Regions from separate parts of the Mus musculus genome. Here regions 2, 3 and 4 are each linked to region 1. A link is a contact called in public ChIA-PET and promoter capture Hi-C data. All regions are on one chromosome and are shown on one strand. The core of a region is the stretch at or near the end of the contact, and the rest is flanking DNA. Distances in the headings are between cores, read along the strand shown. Region 1 holds the start of Ggact (gamma-glutamylamine cyclotransferase). Region 2 holds the start of Nalcn (sodium leak channel, non-selective). Region 3 holds the start of Gpr18 (G protein-coupled receptor 18). Region 4 holds the start of Clybl (citrate lyase beta like).

What was found. Promoter capture Hi-C pulls out the DNA fragments that hold promoters and counts their contacts. ChIA-PET counts read pairs in DNA pulled down with a chosen protein or histone mark.
Region 2: a promoter capture Hi-C map of hippocampal neurons shows a contact between it and region 1, with 3 times the contacts expected there. The contact joins the promoter of Nalcn here to the promoter of Ggact in region 1.
Region 3: a contact with region 1 is called in a promoter capture Hi-C map of pre-B cells, with 7 times the contacts expected there. The contact joins the promoter of Gpr18 here to the promoter of Ggact in region 1. A contact is called at or near these places in 6 of 39 promoter capture datasets (the C10 cell line, cranial neural crest, embryonic stem cells and 3 more), 3 of 484 Hi-C or Micro-C datasets (CD4 T cells, the G1E-ER4 cell line and pro-B cells), 3 of 115 datasets of contacts at active chromatin or transcription factors (large pre-B cells, memory CD8 T cells and pro-B cells) and 1 of 9 other capture datasets (adipose tissue).
Region 4: an RNA polymerase II ChIA-PET map of memory CD8 T cells shows a contact between it and region 1, with 222 read pairs. The contact joins the promoter of Clybl here to the promoter of Ggact in region 1. A contact is called at or near these places in 9 of 39 promoter capture datasets (the 3T3-L1 cell line, the HPC-7 cell line, cranial neural crest and 5 more), 2 of 15 datasets of contacts at CTCF or cohesin (large pre-B cells and pro-B cells), 4 of 484 Hi-C or Micro-C datasets (the G1E-ER4 cell line, bone marrow-derived macrophages, cranial neural crest and 1 more), 21 of 115 datasets of contacts at active chromatin or transcription factors (the 230-238 cell line, acute myeloid leukemia, bone marrow-derived macrophages and 13 more) and 5 of 9 other capture datasets (adipose tissue, embryonic stem cells, liver and 2 more).

Annotation. Positions count from the first base shown.
Region 1 is chr14:122,909,572-122,916,614 of GRCm38.p6, reverse strand. It overlaps Ggact (gamma-glutamylamine cyclotransferase), which reads left to right and starts at 3,450. Exons shown (of 3, transcript NM_145466.2): 1 at 3,450-3,514. 4930594M22Rik (RIKEN cDNA 4930594M22 gene) reads right to left here and starts at 3,585. Exons shown (of 2, transcript NR_155287.1): 1 at 3,323-3,585. It overlaps Gm46488 (a long non-coding RNA gene), which reads left to right and starts at 5,744. Exons shown (of 2, transcript XR_001781477.2): 1 at 5,744-5,804; 2 at 6,623-6,829.
Region 2 is chr14:123,625,882-123,632,031 of GRCm38.p6, reverse strand. It overlaps Nalcn (sodium leak channel, non-selective), which reads left to right and starts at 4,888. Exons shown (of 44, transcript NM_177393.4): 1 at 4,888-5,216. Gm46490 (a long non-coding RNA gene) reads left to right here and starts at 142. Exons shown (of 3, transcript XR_001781479.2): 1 at 142-1,155; 2 at 2,716-2,830; 3 at 3,101-3,419.
Region 3 is chr14:121,911,310-121,917,723 of GRCm38.p6, reverse strand. It overlaps Gpr18 (G protein-coupled receptor 18), which reads left to right and starts at 1,836. Exons shown (of 2, transcript NM_182806.2): 1 at 1,836-2,047; 2 at 5,079-6,290. The coding sequence starts at 5,113. The coding sequence ends at 6,108. The region is part of intron 4 of Ubac2 (ubiquitin associated domain containing 2); the gene reads right to left. It overlaps Gm46485 (a long non-coding RNA gene), which reads right to left and starts at 3,750. Exons shown (of 2, transcript XR_001781471.2): 1 at 707-3,750; 2 at 1-609.
Region 4 is chr14:122,177,539-122,184,605 of GRCm38.p6, reverse strand. Clybl (citrate lyase beta like) reads right to left here and starts at 2,912. Exons shown (of 8, transcript NM_029556.3): 1 at 2,825-2,912. The coding sequence starts at 2,880.

The sequences.
Region 1 (7,043 bases), core at 2,201-4,700:
TGGACTCAGCATGCCTCTCAAGATCACAGGATTAGCAAGTGGCCAGAGCAAGCGGATGAGTCTTCTTGATGGATTAATCAGAGCTACTCATAATAAATGTTGAAAGAATGTTGATTAGAAAATCATCCTTTGTTTGGGTTTTTGTCCCAAATGAATTAATTGATTCAGGCAAAGAGCAGCAGTGAATAAAACCATTAGCTGGGAGGCAAGTCCAGAAAGCTGAGCTCACTGCTGACTGGGATCAATATGTGACTCCCACTGTGAGACCATGTGAGTTACATAAACACCTAGAAGAATTCTAAAATAAATAGTTCCACCTGAATCTAAGCAAAAATTGCACGAGTCCTGAGTTTAAATTAAATACTACAGATGATGTTGAATTTGTTATGATATAATGTAAGGACTTTAGATTTTTAAGGAAGATATACAATGCTGGATGTGGAGATACACAGCAGGAGAATGGTGAGCTTGAGGTCATACTGGACTACATAGCAAGTTCCAAGTCAACCTAAGCTACTTAGTGATATTTAGTAAAGGGAGTGAGGAAGGGGAATAGGTCTCATGGTGGCAGGCATGGGGATATCCCAACATCTCTAAGCCTGGTCCAATTCAAGGCCGACCTAGATTTCCTTGGGAGCTTAGCCAGGTCTGTGGGTCTACCCAGCCTGGTTCTTGCCTTCCTGTTCCATCACCCCTACCTGGTGGGGATGAGAAAACAAAGTTTGTCAATGGAGAGAAATGTTTGTCAGGGCTACCTTTGGAAATGTAATTTGCCATACACATCTGCAATAGTGTTTATCCACTTCTGGACTACCCTTTGGTCAGAATCATAACAAAGGCTATGCTAAATACCCTGCCTAGCAAGTGTCATGCCATTGGAGCATTCCCTCACTGTTACACTTGCACCAACTGACTGACATCAGGAAACATGCCATTCCTTTCCCCAACTTGGTCCCATACACAGCACTAAACTTCAAATGATATCACAGACTTCCACTTTTATATATTCTGGTTACCTCCAACTTTAAAATTCTAAATTTCCAACCCGTTTGTGGTAACTTGTGATTGCAGCTCTACAAAGGTAACTCAGTAGCAAACTCTCAGTAACACCACTGTGAGATTAGCCAATCATATCAGAGTGTGAGACTTCTCTCTCAACAATGGGATGAGACTCAGTCATCACCTACGCCTGAAATAATGAATGGGAGCCATCTTGGCCCTAGTGTGCTTAGTAGCTTAGTTTGGTTCTTGGTGCACCCATTTTACAAAAAGAATTGCCTCGTTGAGATACTTGGACTTTGTTAAGGTGAGGGGTTTTGTTTGTTTGTTTTGCTTGTTTTTATGAGATGCTAAGATGATTCTTTGCGTCTACCAAGCTTTCATTAGTAAAATGGGAAATAAAACTTTTCACAGAAGTATGAGGAAGTTTAAGTAATACATAGACATAAGAGCAAAACACATTTTAAAAAATTCTAAAAACATTCTGATAAAGTATGTATGGAGGGCTGGAGAAATGGCTCAGCAGTTAAAAGCTTCCACTGCTCTTCCAGAGGTTCTGAGTTCAATTCCCAGTGACCACATGGTGGCTCACAACCATCTATAATGGGATCTGATACCCTCTCGTGATGCATCTTTAGATAGTGACAGTATACTCATATACACTAGTTAGATAGATAGATAGATAGATAGATAGATAGATAGATAGATAGATAGATAGATAAAAGTAGTTGCATGGTAGAATTTACTTTTCAGCAAACAAGGTGATAAGGTTGGAAGAACTTTGGAACAAGACCATGAATCTCAGGGTCAGCTTTCTTGCTTGTGTGGTGGTTTGAATGAAAATGACCCCCATAGACACAGAGTGGCATTATTGGAGGTGGCCCTTGTTGGAGGATGTGTGTCACAGGGGCTGGGCTTTCAGTATCTCTCTCTCTTCCTGCTGTCTGATTATCTGGATGTACAACTCTCGGCTACCTAACATCATGTCTGCTTTCATGCTGCCATGCTTCTCACCATAACAATAATGGACTAAACTCTAAAATATAAGCCAGCTCCAGTTAGATGGTTCCCTTTATAAGAGTTGCTGTGGTCATGGTGTCTCTTCACAGCGATAGAAACCCTAACTAAGATATCATAAGTCATTTTTAAAGGTTCAGTGACTATCAAAGACAGATGAATCTGATTTTACCATATTTACCTGGAACCTGGGATTAGTTGCTTATTTACTTTGTGCCCCAGTTGCTTCCAGTAAATACAATGGGACCACTACTGGTTTTATTGATTTCTCCACTGTAAAATGAGATTGTGGTAAAGGAGTAACTTCAAGCATACTTAGACCCTTAACCTTCTTCTTCAACGATTTAGTTTTGTAAATTAGCTTGCCGCATTATGAGTGGCTCTGAGACTTTCGTAGTACTGCTTTGTTCTTCTCTCCATGCCTCCTTCCCTCATCCCTGCCCATCTTTGATGTCATGTGTAATCCTATTACTCCCTGTTTCTCCCCTTCCCAGGCCCTCCTTTAAGACCCCATTTTCCTTCTCATGGTCCTCTTTCTATAAAATTGGTGGTTTATAAATGTGATGATTGTTCAGGGTTCTTGTAGACTTGGACATCTATTTAAAATACAACCACTTCAGCATCATTTGATGCTACGTGAAAACCAAGAATATAACACGATTTCAAGTACTCCACATACACAAAGTCAAAGGGATGGGAAATGATGAAAGGAAAAGCAGTAGTCATATAGTTAATTTGGGTCTCGATGAGGAGACAATGGGTCTCTAGTCTCACCATCTCTGTGACGTTGCTTTCACATCCCGATAGGGACATATAGAACTCTCCAGCATCACGCCTGCCTGCATTCTGCCATAGGAACATCCTTCCATGATAAAGATCTCTAGAGAAAAAATTGCCCTCAGCTTTTGGTTCTCATACATCTTATGTCCTAAGGGTAGGATGTAGGGGAAAGCTAGTTCTTCCATTAGCTCCTAAACAAGTTTTATTTTAAAAAGAGTTGGTAAGTAGGCAGAATTGCTACAGTTACCTGTATCCCGTAGGGATATGTACGAGCAGATGCGATGCCTTAATTGTCCTGTGGAGCCTTCCTCAGATCTGAGTTTAGCATCACCTCAGTGTCTATGTGAAGGGGTGAGTCTCTCTGAAGTAGTGAATCTTAGGCGTGTTTGGGTCTAACGTGGAGTCAAAGCATGTGTGATGTAGAGCTGAACCTGGTGGGAGCAGTCGAGCCCGTGTCTGGTGGTGGGAGTGGTGGTGGGGAGCTTGCTTGCTTGCATTTCGGAGGAATGTGGCTTCGGGTTCTTACCTGCGCGGTTCCGGCACATGGGGAGTGGCGTGCGCGCTGCCAGGTGCGCTCCGTGGCGCTGCCGGGGCGGGCGGAGCGGCGAGAGACCAGCAGGAGCGCCGCCCGGGGCGGTTTGGTTGCGACACCCGCCCAGCTGGGCATTTCCGCTCCGTGGTCCGGGCGCGCTCCTCGTGATTCCCCCGACCGCTGCAGGTGAGGCGCCGAGGCGGGCTGGGACTGGGAGCCTGGGGGCGGCTTAGGGACTCTGTCACCAGCCAGCGAATGTCCGCTAGCGTCCCGGCGTATGGGTCTGCCTGGCGGAACGCGCTGGGCGGAGCGCGCATTTGACCCCCCACCCCCACCCCGGAAAGCTGCCCGGGCGGCCCGTGCTGTGACTGCTACCGGAGCGGAGCTGATGCTTGCTCTCGCGGGACAGACAGCTCCAACAGGTAGCTTAAGATCCTAAGGGAATGTGGCTAGCGGTTTTCAAAAGAAATGTTTTTTTAATTTTACTTTAGGAGTCACTTATGTGTGAAGAGTCCAAAACCTGAAAAAGAATCCTAAACCAACTTCTGTTGGTCCGTTTCACATCTGGATTTCCTTTGGAACCAGTAGTAAAACGCCTGGAACTTTGGCGATCCATCCCTTTGATTCTATCCGTGGTTATTATTGCTGTTTAACTCTAATCAACGAGTTATAACGTTACAGCCTCGCTTAAAACCCATTTGAGGTGTGCGTGTATTTTAACTTAGCTTAACTCCAAGCTCATTTATTTATGTTAAAAGATTTCTTCTAATTGAAGTCTTTCTCCTGGTCTGTTTCCTGTAACTGAAGTGCTTGCTAAGTGAGGAACTCTGCAGTTTGGCCTCATTTTCCTGAACCTTCTCTGAGAAGTCCCTGAGTAAGCAGGCCAGACTTCAACAATAGAGGGCATTTTTCTCTAAAAGCTAGTTTGCAAAGTTAATTGGTGGATTTTTTTTTTTTTTGTACTGAACCTTTTATTTAAACTAGTGAACTTACAAACCATGTCCTTAGCATGCAAAAGGCCCAAGATTGGCTCTCCAGCACTGGAAAATAAGCAGACCAAGTTGGGATTAGGAATGTGGCTCAGTGGTAGAATTCACCCTTCTGTGTGAAGTGGTGAGCTGGACTGACGTCTGTCTGTGGTGGTCATTAGTGGATGGCAGTGTGTGGTACAGAACCAAAACCAAAACCAAAACCCTGCAAAGGTTAATTTTTTTTAAGTACAGGATCAAGCCAGGTGTGGTGGCTTATGTCTGTGATTCCAGCACTCAGAACGCTAAAGCAGACCATCCTGGGATATGCAAGATCTTACATCAAAAAAATATCAAAACCAAAACAAATAAAAGTTTCTTCTTTATCTAGTAAGAACTTTTGAGAGCTCCAGTTCTGTCTGTCAAAGCTTGAAAAGGAGTCATGGGATGACTCTTTATTGGCCTTGGCCAGGGTCTTGTTAGGGGAGAGGACCCTCTGCCCTACAGACTAGTGCTGTCATGTTTGAAGAGGGACATGGTCCATGGGAAGGTAGCAATAGGAAGACGACATCAAATGATCTTAGCAGCCTTCTCTAGAACATTCCCCATCTGAAGCCAGTAAATACTGGAAATTTTATTTGGAGACTCTGAGCTAACAATAACCACCCAGCATCTTGACTAACACTCATCCTTCAGTCAAAGGCTTCCCTGTATTGTCCCACCCCTATAGCCATGGGTATCTATCTCCCCTCTTTGTCCTAGTGGTATGCTTGCTGGGCATCTGTTTCACCTGTTTCAATGCCACATTATTTGGTAATTTTTATGTGCTATTGACTCTTTGCTGGACTTCAGACTCCAGCTAGATAAGAACTACCCTATGTTGTTCATTCCTGTTGACCCTAGTGCCTTCTACATAGCCACAGAGTAGGAAAAAGTAACATTTTGAGATAGGCTTAGTGAGAGTTGAAGAGGAACCAACCAGACATTGTGCATTTGTTCAAATAATTACATCTGCTTTATAAGAATAGAAAATGGTTTGTCCACATTTCTAGGGTATACTTGACAGAGAATACCCAGCCACTGCCAGTATGACAATGTGTCCTGAACATCAGCTTCCTAAGGCAAGAAGCTAGTAGATGTGCTGGGTGTGCCACTCTCTGGTTGGCTGTGACATACTGTTGGATATATTGGCTTCCAGAAGCTGAGTTGTCTGCCATCCCTTACTAGAATCTCTGGTCACTTTCCCCGTATGCTAACTGGCAAATGTCTCAAGCAAATTCTGAACTCCAGTGGCCCTAGTGTCAGTACATAGGTTGAGCATTCCTAATACAGAAATTTGTTATGCTCTGAAATCCAAAACTTTCCTAAGTGACAAAAGTGTTGGATTTCACACTGTTTGTATTTCAGGTTTTTATGTTAGAAATGCTTGACATTAACTCTTCAATTAAGTCACCCCAAAATCTGAAAACTTCCAGCATCTAAATAATTTCTGGTCCCATGGGTTTCAGGTAAGGGCTACTCAGTCTGTTGTTGTTGTGTGGTCTTTGACTGTAACAAAATCACTAGTGACAAATGGATAGATACCAGACATGGTGTTCACCATGTGGTTGCAGAACGTCTTTGAGTGGCTGTTGTGAGCAATGCTGTGAAGGAATGGGGGACAGGGAGCCCCATCACTTACAGTACCATTATTACTGCCAAAAGGATTTTATAGAATTTATTTTATGAGCACAAAAAGTTAAATTATCAAGAACATCAGTTACAAGCCAGGCGTCATTAACACACACCTATAATCCCAGCATGTGGGAGGTGGGGGCAGAGGGATCAGGAGTTCAAGGTCAGTCTTGGCTAAATAGTGAATTTGAGGTCAGCCAACTGCAAAAGACCTTGTCTGATAAAAACAAAAGTAGAGCAACTATAAAACTGTTAAGTAGGAAACCAATGTATGGATTTCTTGTGTTGATGAGTAAATTAAAAAGGAATTAGCATTTACCAGAGACAGCTATATGCCAGACATGATTATATCTGGGATGCATTCTGTTACTTGGTTCAGTTTATTCTGTGATTTACCCTTCTTTCAGATGGAAATGGACAGTATTTGAGGGCTAGAGTCTCACTTATTTTCTTCACATGAAAGTCATTATTTGCCCTTTTTTTCAGTGCTATAACTGAAGTTCAGAAAGATGGGATGCTTGAACCATGGACAGGCACTCAGACAAACAGTTGGCTTTTCTTGAGTGTAAAGTGCAGTGCAGCTTGTTCAAAAGTCTGTGTTCTTCTGTTTTCTTTAGTTATTTTGATGCAGGGTCTTTAACTTGTTTTCTAGGCTGGCCTGGACCTTTCAGTCCTCCTGACTTGGGTTCTCAAGTGCTGTGACTCAGACATGCCTTATCACACCAGGTGTTTGTTCTTGTGTCTACCCCGCACTGGCTCCTGCTGCCAGAGTAACACTAAGCACGTCTGATCTGAAGGACATTGGTACACTCCTGGGAAATTGTGTTGTCATAATAAATTATAAGTAGAAGACATTGTATTACGTAGTGGCTCTTGTCATGTTCGTTGCAGACATGGGTGATTTATCTGAGTCACATTGCAAGGCTTGATCAGAATTTACCCACTCCCACAGGTGGTTTTTCTACGAAGACTCCTGTACCTCCCTATATTTTGATTCCCTATTTGCATCTTTTTTCCTTCTTCCTGCCTGCCTGTTGGACCAGCATAGTTATAATCATTGCTGGACTTTGTTC
Region 2 (6,150 bases), core at 3,639-6,138, 710 kb before region 1:
TGCAGCCCATCGGCCGAGTTGACGTCACGGGGAAGGCAGAGCACATGGAGTGGAGAACCACCCTCGGCACATGCGCAGATTATTTGTTTACCACTTAGAACACAGCTGTCAGCGCCATCTTGTAACGGCGAATGTGGGCGCGGCTCCCAACAAAAAGTTGCCCTGGGCCTTCCACTAGACTTCACCAACCTGGGCAAGTCAGAAGCTATAAGAAAGTCTGCCTGGGAACTCTGATTCCAGAGCTGATCTGGTACCATTATGATGATGCAGACATGTGAGACTTGCAGAGAGGGAAGAAAGTAGTTCAAATGAGCCGACCAGGAGGGGGCAATTACTGAACTGTAAAAAAATAAAAGTAACAACAACAACAACAACAAAAAGCCTTTGCAGTATTTAACTTATAAAATAATGATTGGAGCTGTGAATCTGTAAAGAGCTATTCAAGGTCTCTATCTAGAACATTCAGGACAAGGAAAGACTATGGTTCTAGTGTCATTGCTGTTGCTGTGATAAAATGTCCTGACCAATACAACTTAGAGAAGAAAGATCACTGCAGGAGAGCCAGTCACATGGCATCCAGAGTCAAAGGAAGAAAGAAATGAGTGCATTTGTGCCACCCTCCCTCTACACCTCCCCCTTCCTCTCTCCTTTCTGCTGCTGCTTCTGCTGCTGCTCATGCTCAGCTGGCCTTTTACATTTTTCCACACTATGAAATGGTAACACCTACATGTAGTAAGAATTTGGTTTCATAAAAAACCCAGTTATGTTATGTGATTATGTTTTTGTTTTAATCCCATGGGTGTAGGTTTAGAGTTCTCAAGTGCTTTGATCCCCTGCCACTTCTACCCTACCATCTAAAGGTTGGGAAGAAAGATGGTAAATAGGACAAGGGGATATGGACCTGTTTAGAAGTAGTTCTTTGGGGTAATTCCAATCTCTGTTTGTTAGGATACCAACAATGCAGTTCAAAAGTGCCACCAAACATGAATCAGCAATGAATGACAGCAGAAACTGCCAGGCCTCTGACAAATTGTCATGAGTCAGCAAGAGTGACCAGGACCAGCTGGAATGTCAGGAGTTCTCTGCTGTGCCTCTCTCAACAAAGTGAAGATCAGCGAAGACACAAGACCAACGAAGCTTTGCAAGGATAGTTATGTAAGCATCCCATTACTGTCCATTGAGTCCTATTTAAACTCTCTTCAAACATTGCATGTCCGTTCATGGATCTTGCTCAGCAAAATGGCATGTGAGAATGCATCACATGACACAACCAGAAGCTTTCACTTCAGGTGTGGAATAAGGAGCTGGTTCACAGCACGTGATTACGATTTTTCTCATGCACTACGAGGGCCATGATCTTTCTCCTGCTGCAAATAGTTTTATTCAATGCCAGAGCTCTGAGAGAAGCATGGGCATGCTTCTTCTTCCTGCTGCTTCTGGTTGCTATTGCTGCAGTTTATCAAGTGTTCCTGAGCAAAGAGACAGCAAGAAGTAGTTGGATATACTGACAATGAAGATTGGACTGGCCCCCAAGAAACTTAATGCCTCTAACCAACAGGAAGTAGACTAAAGAGGTCTATGTTCCCTTCTCTACTAAACTTCTTTATTTCCTACCTAGCTTTGTGGGTTTGGAAGGAATTAGGGTGAAATAAGAGTTGGAAAAGGTCAGAGTTATAAGAATACAGTAAAATAAAAAAAAATATATCAACACCTACATTCTGAACGGATCATCTTACCTCAATTAACCATCAAGACAACCCTCACAGATATGCCCACAGACTCGATTAACAGAGATATTTCTCATTAAGATTCTCTTTGTTGTGACTTTTAGATGTTCACAGTTACAACCACCCAGCACAACTACTAACCAGAAATGTCTCCCCCACAGAAACTCTTTATAATGATTTCCTAAACATCCAACATAGACCTTGACCACTGGGACCCTACAACTAAGCAATATGTCTACCTGTCTCTCCTCTTGCTCCAGCTGTTATGAGTTCCGCTGTACATTGTGTTAGCTTCTCTAAGCCCTTCTCATTCAGACATCTTTCTGCCTAGACAAACTTTTATATCCAAAAAAACCATATCAGTGAGTTTTTGAGTGGGTCTATTTAAACTTTATTTTCATATGCCAAGAGTCTCTAATAGAAAAATAATCTTATCAATAACCAAAGGCAAGAAGGTCTTGAAATCATATCACACAAATAAGTGTATACTGATTTAGACCATGCCATTCAAAGATCCTTGAACAATTATCTAAGCATAAGATACCTATATATCACATATAATTGAACTGTAATTTACTAGAATTCTTCTCCAGTAGAATCAGGTGGACATATTTCCATGGCTTACGCAACATCCCCCCTGAGGATCCAAAATTTTCTCTTTTAACATGGTTACTCTTTTCTTAGTAATTCACTATGAGTTCAAAGGGGATAACAGTGTTGGGTAGATATAAACAGTGGGAACAGATGAGTTATTCAGAAGCAAGCATCCTGGTTGCATCAATTCTTCCTGTCATGTGATTTCTAAGCACTGTTTTGGGTCTGAGTACAACTTCCTAGAAGCCATAGATTTCAGTATAAGTTGCACATTGTTTTGGCTTCTCCTGCTCTGCTGCACAACTCCCTGAATCTATACTGCTTCCCCTTCTATCTCACACTGTCTAATACAAATTTAACCCTATATCTCACACATGGAAACTTCTCTTTCTAGGACAAGAAGCTGAAGCAAGAAGAGGTGAATGGAGACTGTGCATGCCTATAAAAAGGAGACATGGGGTTTTCCCAGCTGCTTCTTACTATCTGGGTTACAGATGTGTCCTGATCAGGTAGCTCAACATTGTATAATAAATCGAAAATCTCAAGGTATTCAAATGTTAGAAATTGAACTTAACTTGTCAAAAAAACATTGCAATACATGGAAAAATCTGTGAATCACATGAACTCACAAAAGAGCAATTCTGGAGAAGACATTTGTCCATGTTTTCCCATTTTGACTGAAAGAAAATTAAAGGACTAATGAGGAGGTAGAGTGGATTAGTAAGGCATTTGGAATACAAGTGTCTGCTTCTGTAACGATGGTTTCTTTTTTTATACAGTGAATTCCTGGATTACAGAAAGGATGTGTTGAGCTTCTCCGTACATTCCTGAATCCCACGGACTTTGCTTGGGTCCCGTAGACTCTTAAAGACTGCATCAACCATGGGACTATGTGTAGCTCCTAAACAGGAATCAGATTTGTCAGTAGAGATATGACAATTACTGACAGAGCAGGTTCTGAAGTGCCTGTCTGATGTAGAGTATTGCTGAGATAGTGAAAAACCACTACTGAAAAAATGCTGTTCAATTTTTTATCAAAATCTTGGTGTTACCATGTTTCATGATCATGTTTTTCTAGAATTCTAATTTATAATTATAACCCCAAGAGTGATATACCATTATGTATTTTAACACTAGCAATAAAGTACTATTTAGGTTTTTTGTTTTAAAAGGAAGTAGCAACAGAGATGATGAAATGAACCAGTAATAAAACTTAAAATAAATTAGTTGTGGATTTACCAGTTGTACTGGCTGGTTTTGTGTGTCAACTTGACAAATGCTAGAGTTATCACAGAGGAAGGAGCTTCAGTTGGGGAAGTGCCTCCATGAGATCCAGCTGTGGGGTATTTTCCCAATTAGTGATCAAGGAGGAAAGGCACCTTGTGGGTGGGACCATCTCTGGACTGGTAGTTTTGGTTCTATAAGAGAGCAGGCTGAGCAAGCCAGGCGAAGCAAGCCAGTAAAGAACATCTCTCCATGGCCTCTGCATCAGCTCCTGCTTCCTGACTTGCTTAAGTTCTAGTCCTACTTCCTTAGTGATGAACAGCAGTATGGAAGTGTAAACTGAATAAACCCTTTCCTCCTCAATTTGCTTCTTGGTCATGATGTTTGTGCAGGAATAGAAACCCTGACTAAGACACCAGTATTGAAATTATTTTTAATTTTATTATGAAAATGTTTAATCCTTTGTCTGAATTACAGCTTTTTATACAGTTGGTAATTCTGAAGTTTTTAGCAATTTGATGAAAAAACAATCTCACATTTCTATATATTGTGAAACACTGATTATTAACATGCCCCTTTAAGGAAACATCAACAAAAACCTACCAAACAACAAGAGAAACAAAAAAAAAAAAAAAAACAAACAAAAAAAAAAACTCCACAAAGAACCTAATAGGGTTGTAAAGATTAGTTTTTTTGTAAAGGGGGGAAATTAAATATATAAGGCTAGAAAATGCTTGTTTAAAATGTGTGTGTGTGTATGTGTGTGTGTGTGTGTGTGTGTGTGTGTGAAATTTTATGTTGGTTGCTAGAGAGACAACATTTTGTGACAGGCAGTTGTTTTTCACTTAAGTTTCCTTTTAGAGGAAGCTTCATCTGATCCTTTGTGCTTCAAAGACAACTGCAAAAGGCATACTTTTGTGTATATGTGATAGTGAAATCACAGGCTGGGAACTCCTGAATGATTGCTAAAGCTGACTGTAGGCAAATAAACCTTTAGGAATGAGAGTGCAGTGGACGGTGTCTCCTGGGCCTGAACAAGGTAGTTGAGATGCAAAATGTCCCTACACTTATTCTACTGGATTCCCTACAAGACCTCAGCTTCAGCCTACCCTGGTGCTGCAAATAGAGTATAGAGTTAACCATGTACGAACACCCTTTAGCCTCTATCTACATGGTGACATATTTAAAAGACTGAAACATTACTGATGTATTTATTACTTTGCAATTTCATACTTAGGAGCGCATAAAGTAGCACTACAGTAGCACACAGGCCTAGAGAAGCAGGAGCCCCTAGAACAGCCTGAGAAGACTGCCCAGCTGTTGCTGAGACTGGCTGCTGGAGGAGAGAGGGAAGCCACCTGCAAGTACGGACCCTGGCACTGGCCACCAGCTGCGGCGGCGCTGCCTTGAGCATCCTCCGTAGCTCGCGCAGCAAAGCCAACAGCAAAAGGCAAGCGAATAAACGCAAGGCCAGGACTCCTGCAGCTCTCTCCGTGCCCCTCGCTCGTGCGGCAGATGCTAGTGCAGAACCAGCACGGAGCTGACTGAGCCGCCATAGGTGAGGGGCCGCGTCCCCACCCGCTCAGGCCGGCGCGCCCCGCACGGATCCCGCTTGCCGCCGCCGCCGCTGCAGCCTCAGCACCATGACTACTCCGCGCGCTGCGGTTACAGGTTGGTTATGGCCGCTGGCCCTGGAGGCTGCGGCAAGGCGGGCACAGCGTCTTACACCGGAGGCCGGGAGGCGTCCTGCTATCCCTTCGCTGGGGCCTGGCCTGGGCAGGGTTCTGGGAATCCAGGAGGCGGCAGACAGCTCAGTCTGGGCGCGCAGGGAAGGGACTCTGGGAGCCACTGTGCGCCACTGTGCGCCCTCTGGCCCCCCGTGCAAGTTGCTCCCAAGTGGGCCTTGGGAAGCCTTGGGCCGCTGGATGGGGCCTGCCCAGCCTTGGCATCCAGCAGGTGCTGGAGGTGGGGGAAGCAGGTGGCTGGGGGTGGGGCTGACATGCATCCAGACCCTCACTATGCTGGCCCTGATTGCTAAAGGCCTTAATTGCCTCTGGCCTTCACCTGGGTCAACCCAATACTGGGAGGAGGGTTTGGGGAGTACCTCTGCTCCATCAGCTTTTGGGAAGGCCTTCTGGGCCTTGCCCAATCCCATAATCCTGCGGACTGCTGTTTGCTAATTTGCTCTCATTTTATTAATTGTTCTGTTTGAGCAGCTGTCATTAGAGTGACCCTTATCAGCAAGCAAAGTTTGGACTTGCCAAAGCAACTGCATTTTGTCTTTGAACCTTTAAGAGCCCAGTTTGGAAGGCCTGGCTAGAGTCTGGAAATGGGTCCAGAACTGTGACCTAGGGGTTAGTTATTTCTCTGACTTTAATGTTTCTTTAGACAACATAATGTCCCCGAACCTGGACACTATGTCCTTTACTAGAAAAAAAAAATCAGCTTTGGGCCCAAATTTCCAAGGACTGTATTGTGAAGGATGTGTGAACACACACACACACACACACACACACACACACACATGACCTTTGGAAGATTTCCTCAATTTCCCTGTGGGAAATGGGAAGTGAGGCCCCTTGTGGCTTTTTTTCCTGTAATCTCT
Region 3 (6,414 bases), core at 587-3,086, 1.0 Mb after region 1:
GTCCCTGGTAAGAGTAACAGATTCCTGAAGGCAAGGTGAGGCGTGCAGGAGGGCCACTCCTCCGCCTCCTGCACAGACCTCTCACCACATCTCAGGCAGCTCAGTGTCCTTGCAGTTGGTTCTGGGCTCAGACGACCATCCACCCCACCCCCCTCTTCACATGTTCACTTTCTTAGCTATCGAACAATGTTAAATGCTCCTTAGCTACAACTCATGTCAGCACCCCCAAGCACATGGTGTAGTGGTGGAGCATCAAAGACAGCAAGGTGTGTGCCGGCCACCCAAGCATAAGGCACAGAGCTGGGGCAAGGAACCGTCCAGGCCAGCCCAGCTCTGAGGGAAAATGGCAGCTGTGAGGTGGTTAGAGGGAGGGTCTACAGGTGGGTTCTGCCAAGCTTTTGGGAGGTTCCAAATCTGCCCTGGGCACCTTGCACTAAGAAATGCAAGTTCTCAACTAAGAATGCTACATACGGGGAAGACTCAAGTCTTAATGAGAAGACACCCCAGGCTCCTCATCTGTTGACTGTAGCAGCACAATCAGTACTTCCTGTCAGAAACCTTCTCACAGAACACACTGGGTCCCAGTCAAGAGGTATCCATGTGGCTGACCTGTGTAGCATATGAAAAAACATAACTTCATATAAAACAATTATGATGTAACTTGGCAATGCCAAAGCATGTCTAGAGAAGGTTTCAAGGCAATCACCTCTCACCCACACAGGAACTGCTGCAGTGGTCTCCAGTGGCTCTATAGCACATTATTCTGGAAGGCTCCCACGGCACCCAGTGGTTTGTTAGCACAGCTAACGTCAGTACCTTTTGTAGAATGAAAGTTTAGCACTTCTGGGAAAAGAAGCAAGGTTCTCAAACTACCTCAAGTTCACGCTGTGGCAGCTGTGGTGGCTGACAGCTGGAGTCCAGCTCTCAGGAGGCAGAGACAGGAAGACCAGGGTAAGTTCAAAGCCAACCTGGTCAACACAGCTCCAAAGCAGCCAGTAAGGCCCCGTCTCAAAACAGGACAGACAAGATGACAGGAGCCAGTTTAAATCGCTCACACTATAGACACAGAAGCAGCTAAGCTTAGGCACCATTTAAAGGCTGGCAAATAATGTGTAGCCAATGTAGAGATACTTAGAACTGGACAAGGGCTGGGCTACTTTAAAGAGAAAGTTAAACTCAGAGTAGCTAGACAGCGATGCTCTGGGCTGCCCAATCCTCCCTTCTGTGGGTTTCACTTCCCTTCTCAGCTGAGAACACTGCTACATATAAATTCTTCCAGCTACATGTAAATTCCCCAGTCCTTCCCATGGTTTACATGGATGTTCATGCAAGAAAAAAATTACTGCAAGTCTTCCCTGAGATAGAAAATGGACAAAGTGTAGGAAGTACCTACAGGATCCAGGAACAGATCTGCAGGGCAGGGCAGGGCAGAGCAGAGCAGAGCAGGGCCATGGAGAAGATGACAGGTGACCGAGGTGGCAGGGTGGCAGTTGCTCTCTTTCAGGCAGGACTTTTCTGGAGAGGAGTTCTCAATCCTATCACATGAGTGCTATGCATTTCAACTGGATAGGAACTACACAGGAACAACAAAAGGCTAGACAAAGTCGAGGAGCTTAGAAAGCAGCTAGGCTTTGAACCTTGCTTTGCCCAGTGTCAAATCTCCTGCCTGTAAGTGACACAAACTTCAAACATCAAAACAAGCAGTTAATTCAAGAATATCTGCCTTTCTTCAAGATATGCCATTGTTTCAAGAGCAGCCCGAGATGAGCAGGACTTCATAAACAAATCACTTGTGAAAGAGAAAACCACATCCAGGGTAAAGTCCCACGCTGAGTGTCTCATTTCAGAGCGTTTCCTGAAAACGGCAGAGCAGTGCTCAGAGCTCAGCAGACCAACCCCACTATCGGTACTACATCTCAACAACCCTCCAACAAGACACAGCACAGAGACACCACCTACCTAACACAGGCGACTCTGAGCACTCTCTCTCTGGGACTGGGCAGAGCGGCAAACGGTCACCTCTCAGACAGCCTTTGACAGACAGGAGGTAAGCTGCATTCAATTAATTTCATGGCAAACCATTATCAGAAGTAATGTTGTGTTTACTAAACTCAAAACTTCTGTTCCATCAGATGAAGACCTTGAAACAACTGGTTATTCTTTTCCCAGGATTCAGCGCTCATTTTCAATATTTTTTATTAATAGTTAAGTGTAGAGTTTTAAATGTTTTTATTTTATTTTTGAGATTCCAATATAATTACATCATTTCTTCCCTCTCCTCCCTCCAAACCCTCCCACGTGACCCTCCTTAACCGCTTACAAATTCATGGCCTCCTTCTCTTAATTGTTGTTACACACACACACACACACACACACACACACACCTAAATACATATAACCTGCTTTTCTGTGTAGTGTTACTCACACGTGTTTTCAGAGCTGACCGTTTAGTACTGGATAACCAGTTGGTGGGCTCTTCCTGAGGGAGGCCTATTGCTCCCACTTTTAGCACAGAAGCTGCTAGTAGTTCTTGGTGTAGGACTGAGGCCTCGCTCTCATTCCCCTGTCATTTAACACATTATGTTGATGACATAGTACATCATAACATAATTCAATGTCTTTGTCATATAGTTTCAATTACTGTTTCATGAAATTACTTGGCTTCAATTTAAAAAAAAATAAAAACAAAAAACACAAAACCTACAGATAGTCATGGTACTTAAGTTTTCAAAAGTTAACCTGAAAGACAATCGGTTTTCAACACTCGCTCAAAATCGTGCAGAACATAGTCCGGATGGTAATACAGAGACACAAGCATCGAGCATCGCACTGAGCACAGTGAAAACTGGGGCAGGTGGACTACAGAAAAGCAGCCAGGGAAGGACAGCCTGTAGATACAGGTGTTTTCATGACAACACCAGGGAGAATGGTGATAGAGGAAAGACCAGGACTTCATTATACCTCAGAGGCTTCTTTAAAGACCACAGTGTTTAAGCCTCTAAGTCTCCTTTGCTTAATACTAAAGATTTAACCTTACTATGCAGTAATTTTCTTATTTGCGTAGAAACTAGTATTCTAGTTATATACATTTTGGGGGTGCTATGTAGAGCAAACTAGTTTCAAACAGAGATTCCCCCTCCCTCTGCCTCAGAAGTGCTAGAGTTAAAAGCATGTTGCTACCATTCTCAGCCTTATTTGGAAATTTTAATACAGGTTTTTAGATATATAGGATTTTATTCCAAAATCACATTTAAGCCAATTATGTGGCAAACAACAATGGGACCAAAGGAGAAAGCACACAGTACCTGGTCCTGTCTACCCAACTGTTCAAACTAACTCTCATCAGCCAGCCACAGGCTGTTAATCCTCCCTATTGTTTCACTAAAGAAAGATTCAGAGCTGAATTAAACATCAGCACGCTGCAAAGTGACTTTCTTAAGGAAAATTCCTTATCCACCCTCCTATTTCAGAGAGATGCCCCCCAGGCTGCACTCTACATATGAAGTATCTTTACAGCCTCTACTGGCTAATGCACCCTGGGGAAGGGAATGTCACACTGAGAGCACCATATTTATAAGCACTATTAGAATTCTTTGCTTTAGCTGGGCGGTGGTGGCGCACGCCTTTAATCCCAGCATGCCTTTAATCCCAGCACGCCTTTAATCCCAGCACTCGGGAGGCAGGAGGATTTCTGAGCTCGAGGCCAGCCTGGTCTACAAAGTGAGTTCCAGAACAGCCAGGGCTACATAGAGAAACCCTGTCTCGAAAAACCAAAAAAAAAAAAAAAAAAAAAAAAAAAAAAATCCTTTGCTTTTTAAATATGCAGTTTTTGATGGTGGGATTATTAGTTTCTGTACACAATTAGAGCCTCTCAGACCTACTTCTCTTTGACAGAATTTATGTTCATCTAGGCAGGCCAGTAGTACGAAAGTGGTTAACTCAAAGAAACTTCTCTTCAAATCGCTCCTTCTCAACTCAATGTCGCATTGATGTAACTGCACTTAAATTCCAGGACCCTGGGTAGTGGAAGCCCCTGCCCCAGATACTCCCAACTGTTGCTCTAGGTTTCCAGTTGACCATGACACAGTAGTGATTCTAGACCTACAATCATCTGAAGAGAATACAGGACACTAGTCAGAAGTGTTTGAAACTTCGATAAAGGGGGTGGGGCCAACAGATTTGACTGACAAGCCAGAGAGCTGCATTACCTCACCAAATACCATTCCCTTCACGGACGGTCCACTCAGCATCTCCCACTATGTGCTGGAGAGGCAGCAAAGGCAAAGAGAGAAAGCCAAAGCTCCTACCTGCTCACACATGAGAATCAGTTACCAGCTGCTTGGTTCTTCTGATTCATATTTTTGTAAGTTATGATTATATTTTGTGAATGAAAAGTATTTGATCACTACTTATTTGAGTTATAAAGTATTTAAACAGAATAAAGATAATAAAAATTGGCAAGCCTTTTTATAAGATTTAAAATACAGACTGGCCCTTTTCCCATTACTCCAGAGAAGTCCTACTGTCTCGTACTTTGATTATTTGGGGAAGAGAGAGATGAGCAGGGTCAATGAAACTGGATGAGTCTCCTAGAGCATCTTGGGGCTTGGACCCATCTGAACTGACCAGTACATTATAAAGACCAGGACTGGGTATAGGAGTGCACACCTTTAACCCCAACACTCAGGCAGGCAGATCTCTGTGAGCTAGAGGCTGGCTTGATCTAAATACTGAATTCCAGGACACCTAAGGCTATATAGAGAGACCCTGTCTCAAAATAAAACCAAAGTAATGGGGGGCGGGGGGAGTCAGACAGGCAGATGGGCAGGAATTCATAGCTCAGTGAGTACACAGTATTCAGAGGACCTGTGTCCAATGCCCAGTGCTCCAAAAATAAAAACGAGTAGTCAGTTAGAGAGGCAGTCAACAGTGGCAGTGACGTCTAGGTGTGTTCTCGCAGTGCTGAAACACGCACTCGGAGTCTTCAGTATGAAATGCCCTCAGAAAGCAGCCCTGGGCTCTGCGGTCTCCACCTCTAACCAAAGTTCTCACCCCTGTTTTCTCAACAATCCTCACAGGTTCTACATACCATGGGAGCCAGCCTGCTGTAAGATGGCCACCCTGAGCAATCACAACCAGCTTGATCTTTCTAATGGCTCACACCCAGAGGAATACAAAATCGCAGCCCTAGTCTTCTACAGCTGCATCTTCCTGATTGGGCTGTTTGTTAATGTCACTGCGTTGTGGGTTTTCAGCTGTACGACCAAGAAAAGAACCACAGTGACCATCTACATGATGAACGTTGCACTACTGGACCTCGTATTTATACTCAGTCTGCCCTTTCGGATGTTTTACTATGCAAAAGGCGAGTGGCCATTTGGAGAGTACTTCTGCCACATTCTTGGGGCCCTGGTGGTGTTTTACCCAAGCCTCGCTCTGTGGCTTCTTGCTTTCATTAGTGCTGACAGATACATGGCCATCGTACAGCCAAAATATGCCAAGGAGCTGAAGAACACCGGCAAGGCCGTGCTTGCGTGTGGGGGGGTCTGGGTAATGACCCTGACCACCACTGTCCCCCTGCTACTGCTCTACGAAGACCCAGACAAGGCCTCCTCCCCAGCCACCTGCCTGAAGATCTCCGACATCACCCACTTAAAAGCTGTCAACGTGCTCAACTTCACGCGACTCATATTTTTCTTCCTGATCCCTTTGTTCATCATGATCGGGTGCTACGTGGTCATCATTCACAGTCTCCTCCGAGGGCAGACGTCTAAGCTGAAGCCCAAGGTCAAGGAGAAGTCCATACGGATCATCATGACCCTCCTGCTGCAGGTGCTCGTCTGCTTCGTGCCCTTCCACATCTGCTTTGCCGTCCTGATGCTACAAGGACAGGAGAACAGCTATAGCCCCTGGGGAGCCTTCACCACCTTCCTCATGAACCTCAGCACCTGTCTCGATGTAGTCCTCTACTACATCGTTTCCAAACAGTTCCAGGCTCGAGTCATCAGCGTCATGCTGTACCGCAATTACCTTCGCAGTGTTCGCAGAAAAAGTGTCCGATCGGGCAGTTTACGGTCACTTAGCAACATGAACAGTGAGATGCTTTGAGTCAGAGCAAGCTGCCAGTCTTCAGTCTCTTTAAAATTCTTTTCCTATCTACTTTCGGGTGAACCAGCATTCTACACTATCCAGTCCCTTCTCTAACAAAGAGAAATAATAATGATGAACTTTAAAAACTTCTGCGGTATTCTGTGTATTCTAGCCACATGATTAAAAACTGAGTATTCTGATATGCTCATTCATTCTTATCTGACAACTTGTACGAAACATGTGCATGAGCCATGTGTAGTGGTCAGGACTGTGATCCAAACAAACACTGGGAAGACGTAGGAAGGCCAGTCCAGGCTACACAGT
Region 4 (7,067 bases), core at 1,663-4,162, 730 kb after region 1:
GGGCTGAACCCCACAGCCTAGCAGCCCCCAACACTCAAGTCACTCAGGAGAGTCCATTGGTTTAGGGTTGTGTTCCAGGAAACAGGGACAGAAACCAAATAAACATTCTTACTGTATCACAGTATCGAGCACAACACAATTAAGAAATCGGCAAAATAGTTGGGGCATATGTACGATGAATATACTAGATGGCAAATCACCATTTGGAAGGTAGCACAAAAGCCTGACCTCAATGACACACCACCTCCAAGAAGGCCACACCTCCTAATCTTCTCCAAACAGTTCCACTACCCGGGGACCAAACGTTCAACTATATCAGCCTCTGGGGGCCACTCTCATCCAAACCACCACAGCATCATCTAAGGGGATTTCAGGTTCAAACAAATCGAAAACAAGATACCACAGCCGCATACCGGTTAGAATTGTTGAATGTTCTTTAACCAGCAATGACAGACGATGAGTCAGCAGAGTAACACACTCGTTCACAGATAAGACGGTGCAGCTACTGTGACGTCTTCTCATAAAGCTAAGCACAGCCTTCTGAGACAATTCAACAGTCACATTCCTCAGTAATTATGTCTACACACAAACGCATGTGAAGACTTCTGCACAGTCAACAAAAACTGGACGCAGCTAAAATATCCTTCAACAGCGAACTGTCTAAACCAACTGTGGTATAGCTACACAATGGGATACTACTTGGCAATACAAAGAACTGAGCTATTAAGTCATGAGAGACATGAAGGAATTGTATATGCCTATTGTTAAAGAACCCAATCTAAAAAGACTATACACCGTATGGCTCAAATTCTTTGACACTCTAAATGAGATGGATCAGCAATAAAACTATATGTTACGTAGGCCTGACAACCTGACTTTCATCCCTGGAGCCCAGGGTGGAAGAAAATCAACTCCTGAAAATGATCCTCTGACCGCCACACATAAACTGCAGTATGTTCGTGCTAACATTCATACACACACACACACACACACTAAATAAAGTAAATGTAAAAACTAAATCGTCTGTTGGGTAGAGGGTACCTGGAAAGAATGCAGACCAAGAAAAGCACCAATTGTATACAAAAGGGCTTTGAAGAAAGAAAAGGGTGCTGACCTAAGCAACTCTAGGAATAAATGGAGCCCATGAGGCTGGAGGGAGTCTAAGCACTGTCTTCTAGTGGGTGGACATCTTCCCAATGGGTGTGGGCTAATAAATCATATGCTTGCTAGGACTGAACAATTAAGTGCCTGCGTGGTAGACAGCAGGAGCTTCCTTACAGTTGGGCCGGTGCTTTACTGACAAGCCTCAGGAAGAAGTTAGACTGCTCCCTGAGTGATGTGTTAGACCTGGAAGCGTCCTAAGGACTCATGTGTAGCTTGAGAAATAGCTACAGATGGTTCTATGTAGCAACTTTGATAGGTGTGTGTGTTCCCATCTATATTTCTTGGCTCTGTCAAGTGAGTTATGCTCCCTTCCTTGAAAGCGGAGTAATTCATATACATCCAGCATGGCCACAGAGAACTGCATGAATAACATGACAGTCTAGAGCTCAGGGCAAACGCTGGTGGGTCAGAAACAGGGATCAGGATTTCTGGTCTTGAATGGCCCCTGCGTGCTCAGCAATGGTTCAGACACTCTGAAAATAAGCAAGGAGCCTCCAGAAGTAGCCTACTGGTCCCAGACAGCACTTACATCCTCTGGTGGGTTTACTAGGACCACACTAGCACAATTGGCTCACTAAAGCCAAGTACCTGCCCTTGATAGAGATGATGCATGGTATGGGGGGCAGGGTGGTGGTGATAAAAAGGAGTTTACACTAAGCTCCAAGCCTATTAGAAGTGGTGACTGTGTGCGGTCAGGACTGGTCCTTTCACACTTCAGAAACGGAATCTCTGGGCTGGCCCAGGACCCCTCCCTTACCACCACTCAGGTTCCAGGAGTGATTTTCCTCCAGCCAGGGTGCAAGGCCACAGATGAGAAAATGAGGTGCCTAAGACCATATGGGTCCTGTCATGGGTCTGGGGTAAATCATGAAGCACAACACAAAAGATGTAAAAAACGCTAAACTGTGAACTCTGGCTCCATCGCTCCGTGGGACTTTGAGACAGTCTCTGATCCTGTTTCCTCACAATAGGCAAGACACCTTAAAGGAGAACTCAGGACACGTGCAGTTAACAGATAGGCAAGTGTCATGAGGGAGGGTCACTGTTTGTGACAATCTACAGTTCCTTTACCAACTAGTATTGCTATGTAGGCCAGGCTGGCCTCAAACTTGCTATGTAGATTAAGTGTAGCCTTTAACCTGCGTCCTCCTGCCTCCACTCCCCAAGTCATGGAATTCTTTTCAAATATCTACTCCAAAGCTGATGACGTAAGACTTAAAGTCTCTTGTTAAACCAAAGAAAACTTCAAAATATATGCTCTTTTCACCTAAAAAAAATTCAGTGTTTTTCATGAGCAGATTTTGGCAAAAGCTTTTTGGAACCCTCAGTCATTCTTGGTTGGGTAAGTGGGTCCAGAGAACAACATTTGGGAACCACTGTGCTTCACATAGGTGGGGTGAGCGTCTCAGCTACTCCAGAGCGCCCCTAAGTTAGCGCGGTACATGCCAGATGCTGACAGCCCTGCCAACCCAGTAACGTTTGTACCCATTGCCCGGGTCCACGCAAAGCCCTCCCACTGGGAGGCAGCAGCCGCAGCGACCTTGGCAGAGGTCAAGGACCGGAGGCACAGAGGTATCGGGCTAGAGTGCCCATGCAGGCTCCAGAGACCACTCTGGCTACCGCCTTCGCCGCGTGGCGGGGACAGAGAACCTGAACTCACAGCCTGGGCAGCGCCGCCGCTCCACGAACCGTGTTCCGCAGCACGCACAACGCCATCTTCCCGACTGGCCCGCCTACGCCCCGCCCTCGCCCCGCCTAGCTGGATTCGGCCACGCCCGCCCTACCAGGCTTAGCCCGGCCCCCCGCTTGCCACAGCCCAGGCCAGTCCAGCCAGACTCAGCCCCACCTTGCTTCTGCTGGCGAGGCCCCATGCAACGCTTCTCTTTCCAAAACCACGCCCGCCCTCGTTAGCCACTCCAATCCTCTGCGAGCCCTGCGCGGCTCTGCGCGGAGGCTTTGGTGACCCAATGCTCCGCCCGCTTCTGAAACGAGTTAGAGAAACTTGGGTTTTCTCTGGCAGAGAAGATTTAGGTTTCCGAGGGGCTTTTTTGCTGTTTTTATTATCAACGTGCCCCTAACACAGTCGGTGAGCCTGCGATGGTGCATAAGCTAAAAGTGGTCAAAGCAAATGGGCTCTACCTGAAAAGGTGCAGGCTTGGGACCCACACAGGCCCCTTCCCAATGCCTGCGGGTCTCCGGAAACTGAGAGAAGCTGCCATCGGTCGTCTTTCCTAATCCAGTGGTGCCCTACCTAGTGTCTGGTCCTTTCCACTCTCCACCCTCCACCATTCCTCTGTCTTCTACCTCTGCAGTTTTGATTTTGGTGGTCACTACGTTCCGTTTGTTCTGAATTGACACTCAAAGTCGTTGTCGGAAGCTGGATTAAAAAATAGACCCCAGACGGGCGTGGTGGCTCACGCCTTTAATCCCAGCACTTGGGAGGCAGGAGAATTTCTGCGTTCGAAGCCAGCCTGGTCTACAGAGTGAGTTCCAGGACAGCCAGGGCTACACAGAGAAACCCTGTCCCGAAAAACAAAAACAAAAGACCCCAGAAGTCCTTTGTAGCCAGAGTGGCAGCACAGATGCCGAATATCTGCAAGACTGAGTTATCGCTTAGTTTATGATACCAACAGGGCAGACTGTTCAAACCCTCTGTGAGGCCCCCTCACACCCACCCGGACCTCTCCTGCCTGCACCCAGTGAGGACCATCCCACTTTCCTGTCTCCACTGCGGGCCCCAGTCTGTTCCGCCAAAATGGAGCCTGAGACAAAGCAGTATCAGGAACACCCATTCCATCTCTAATTTACACATCTATATCTTGTACTAAGAGACTGAGCAGGCAAGCTTTGTCTGTCTCCAGATACTAGATCACACTCTTTGTCCTGTTACACTTCTCTATGGCCATCCATCCACCAGTAAAAACACAGGTCTGGGGGTTTGAGTTTTTAAAACTTTTGTTGTTGTTGTTGTTGTTGTTGTTGTTTGAGACAGGGTTTCTCTGTATAGCCCTGGCTGTCCTGGAACTCACTGTGTAGACCAGGCTGGCCTTGAACTCAGAAATCTGCCTGCCTCTGCCTCCCAAGTACTTGGATTAAAGGTGTGTGCCACCACCGCCCGGCCTTGAGTTTTTATTTATCAATAAAAGTCACGTAAGGCGTCAGTTACATGCACAAAAGAGTTATTGCAAGTTTTGCACCTGAGGGGGTCAGAGGGATTGAGGGGAGGTAGTGGGGGAAGACGGGTTGGGAGGGTGAAAGACTTCAGGGCAAAGTAGAGCAGGCATAAAACTTCAGGGATCTGAGAACCTCCTGGGCCCAGGTTTAAGTGGCCTAAATGCCTTTTTTAATAATATACTCGGGAGTAGAATTTAGGGCCTCAGCCAGGCAGGCAGGAGCTCTATCTACCACTGAGCTACACCCTGGCCCTAAGTGGCTGAAATCTTGGCATTGTTTCACAAATACATTTGTCCTAGATAGAAGTGAGTTATATTTTCACCACATGGCCTTGTAATTATCGTGAAAACTCAATTAACCTTCATTGTTTGTCTTATACTATCTAGCTTTGTATTGGTTCTACAGAACACCTCCTAGGATTCGCCCGCTGAAAATATCTGATCAACCTCACTGTTTGCTGTAACATTTAAATAACTTTCCAGTGGGAAAGGGCAGACCCATTAGGAAAATGAAGCCCTTTATTCTCTGGTTAGGAACCCCAAAGGCTCTTTATCACAATCCATTCTTTCCTTCCTTTTGCTGTCTGGCCGGATGTAGGGTTTTCTCACCAAAGTTGAGTCTCAAAGGCTGAGCGGGCCGGTGTCACTGGTTTCAAACTTCAGAATGGCGCACTTAGAAAGAAGCCTATTAGAAGTTCTGTGGAATGGTTTTTAAGCAGTGGCACAGATAGAACTTGGCTCTGAGATCATTGCTGCCTCCTGCTGCTAAGATACAAAACCCTCCCAGCCGCGCTCCCGGCCAGCGCTGCCTTTGATAAGGGTGATGGCTGCGTCTGGCTCCTTGGGGAGAAAGGAAGAGACGTCTCTCAGATTTAGGCCAAATGCAGAATATCTAATGGCCACATCGCGAGCCGGCCGGGCCTTAGCTCCCACTCTTTAAGTCGAGGAAGTTAGACTACATAACCTTTAAAATACCCTTCTGCTCCGGAAGGCCTGACGTCTGATTTTCTGACTGCATGATTTTCCAACCCACGCTGCAGCATCCCCTATGATCAGAAGGCCGGTGCCGATCCTTGTAGACCTTCTAGGCCATGGTCTCTGCTTTGTCTCCATAGCTCTTCTAGTACTTGTCTATGTAATTTATTTTTTTGTTGTTGTTGTTGTTTTGTTTTCTTGAGACGTGGTCTCCTATTGACCAGGGTGGCCTCTTACTCACTATGCAACTGAAGTTGCACTTGAACTCCGATGCTCTTTCCTGCACTTCCCCAAGTGTTGGAACTATGGTCATGTTGGTTTCATGAAGTGCTGGGAATCGAACCCAGGGCTTTGTGCATACCAGACAAGCACCCTACCAACTGTGTTTCTCCCCCAGCCTCAGTTTCTGTGGTTGGATGAATACTGGCCTCCAAATTGCTTGCATCCTAACTGCTACAACCTATGATTGTGTCACTCAGCATATGTGATGAAGGAGCTTGAGGTGAGAAGATTATTCTGGGTCACATGGGAGGACTCAATGTCATGATAAGCATTCCTATGAGAAGGAAGCAAGAGAGTCACATCACAGTGTAGGTACGAGACTTAGAAGCACAATGGAGTCTGGGGTGGGCCATAGTCAAGGCCATGGGACCCCTAGAAGCTGGGAAGCCAGCCAAAGACTGCCCTACCACATTCCAAAGAACCTGCAAGAACACCTGAACTTATCCCCATGAGAGCTGTTTTGAACTCCTGGCCTCTAGAACGGCAAGATAATAACTGTTACATTGTTTTAAGCCACTAAGTTTGCAGTAATGGATTGCAGAATCAAGGGGACCCTGAGGTGCCTAGTAAAAATGAAACCTTCTCAGAGTTCCTCTACCAAGGAATGACTCTTAAAGACTGACTTTAAGGCTTGTGGAGGAGCTGAGGATGTAGCACTGTGGGTAAAAGATTTGCCTGGCATGCATGAGGCCCTGGGTTCCATGCCTAGAGCATGCCCAGTGCATAAAGTGGATATAGACACATGCCTGTAGTCCTAGCACTTAAGAGGTGAGGGCAGAAGGATTGAGTTCAAGATAGGGACTGGAGAGATGTTTCAGAGGTTAAGAGCACTGAGTGAGAGTTCTTCCAGAGAGTTCAAGTCCCGGTAATCACATGGTGGCTCACAACTGTCTGTAATGGGAACTGATGCCCTCTAACAGTATACTCATATAAAATAAATAGATCTTTAAAGAGAGAAAGAGCCGGGTGTGGTGGCCCACGCCTTTAATCCCAGCACTTGGGAGGCAGAGGCAGGCAGATTTCTGAGTTCGAGGCCAGCCTGGTCTACAAAGTGAGTTCCAGGACAGCCAGGGCTATACAGAGAAACCCTGTCTCAAAGAGAGAGGGAGAGAGGGAGAGAGGGAGAGAGGGAGAGAGGGAGAGAGGGAGAGAGGGAGAGAGGGAGAGAGGGAGAGAGGGAGAGAGGGAGAGAGGGAGAAAGAGAGAAGAGAAGAGAAGAGAAGAGAAGAAAAGAGAAGAGAAGAGAAGAGAAGAGAAGAGAAGAGAAGAGAAGAGAAGAGTTGAGTTCAAGACAGGCTGGAGAGATGGCTCAGCAGTTAAGAGCCCTTGCACAAGATAGGAGCTCAGCTCCCAGCACCTACATGGTGGCTAACAACCATCTGTAACTCCAGTGTCAAAGGATCTAATGCTGTCTTCTGACTCTGTGGACACTAGGCATGCATGCATGGAGTACACTTAAATAAAAACAGGTAA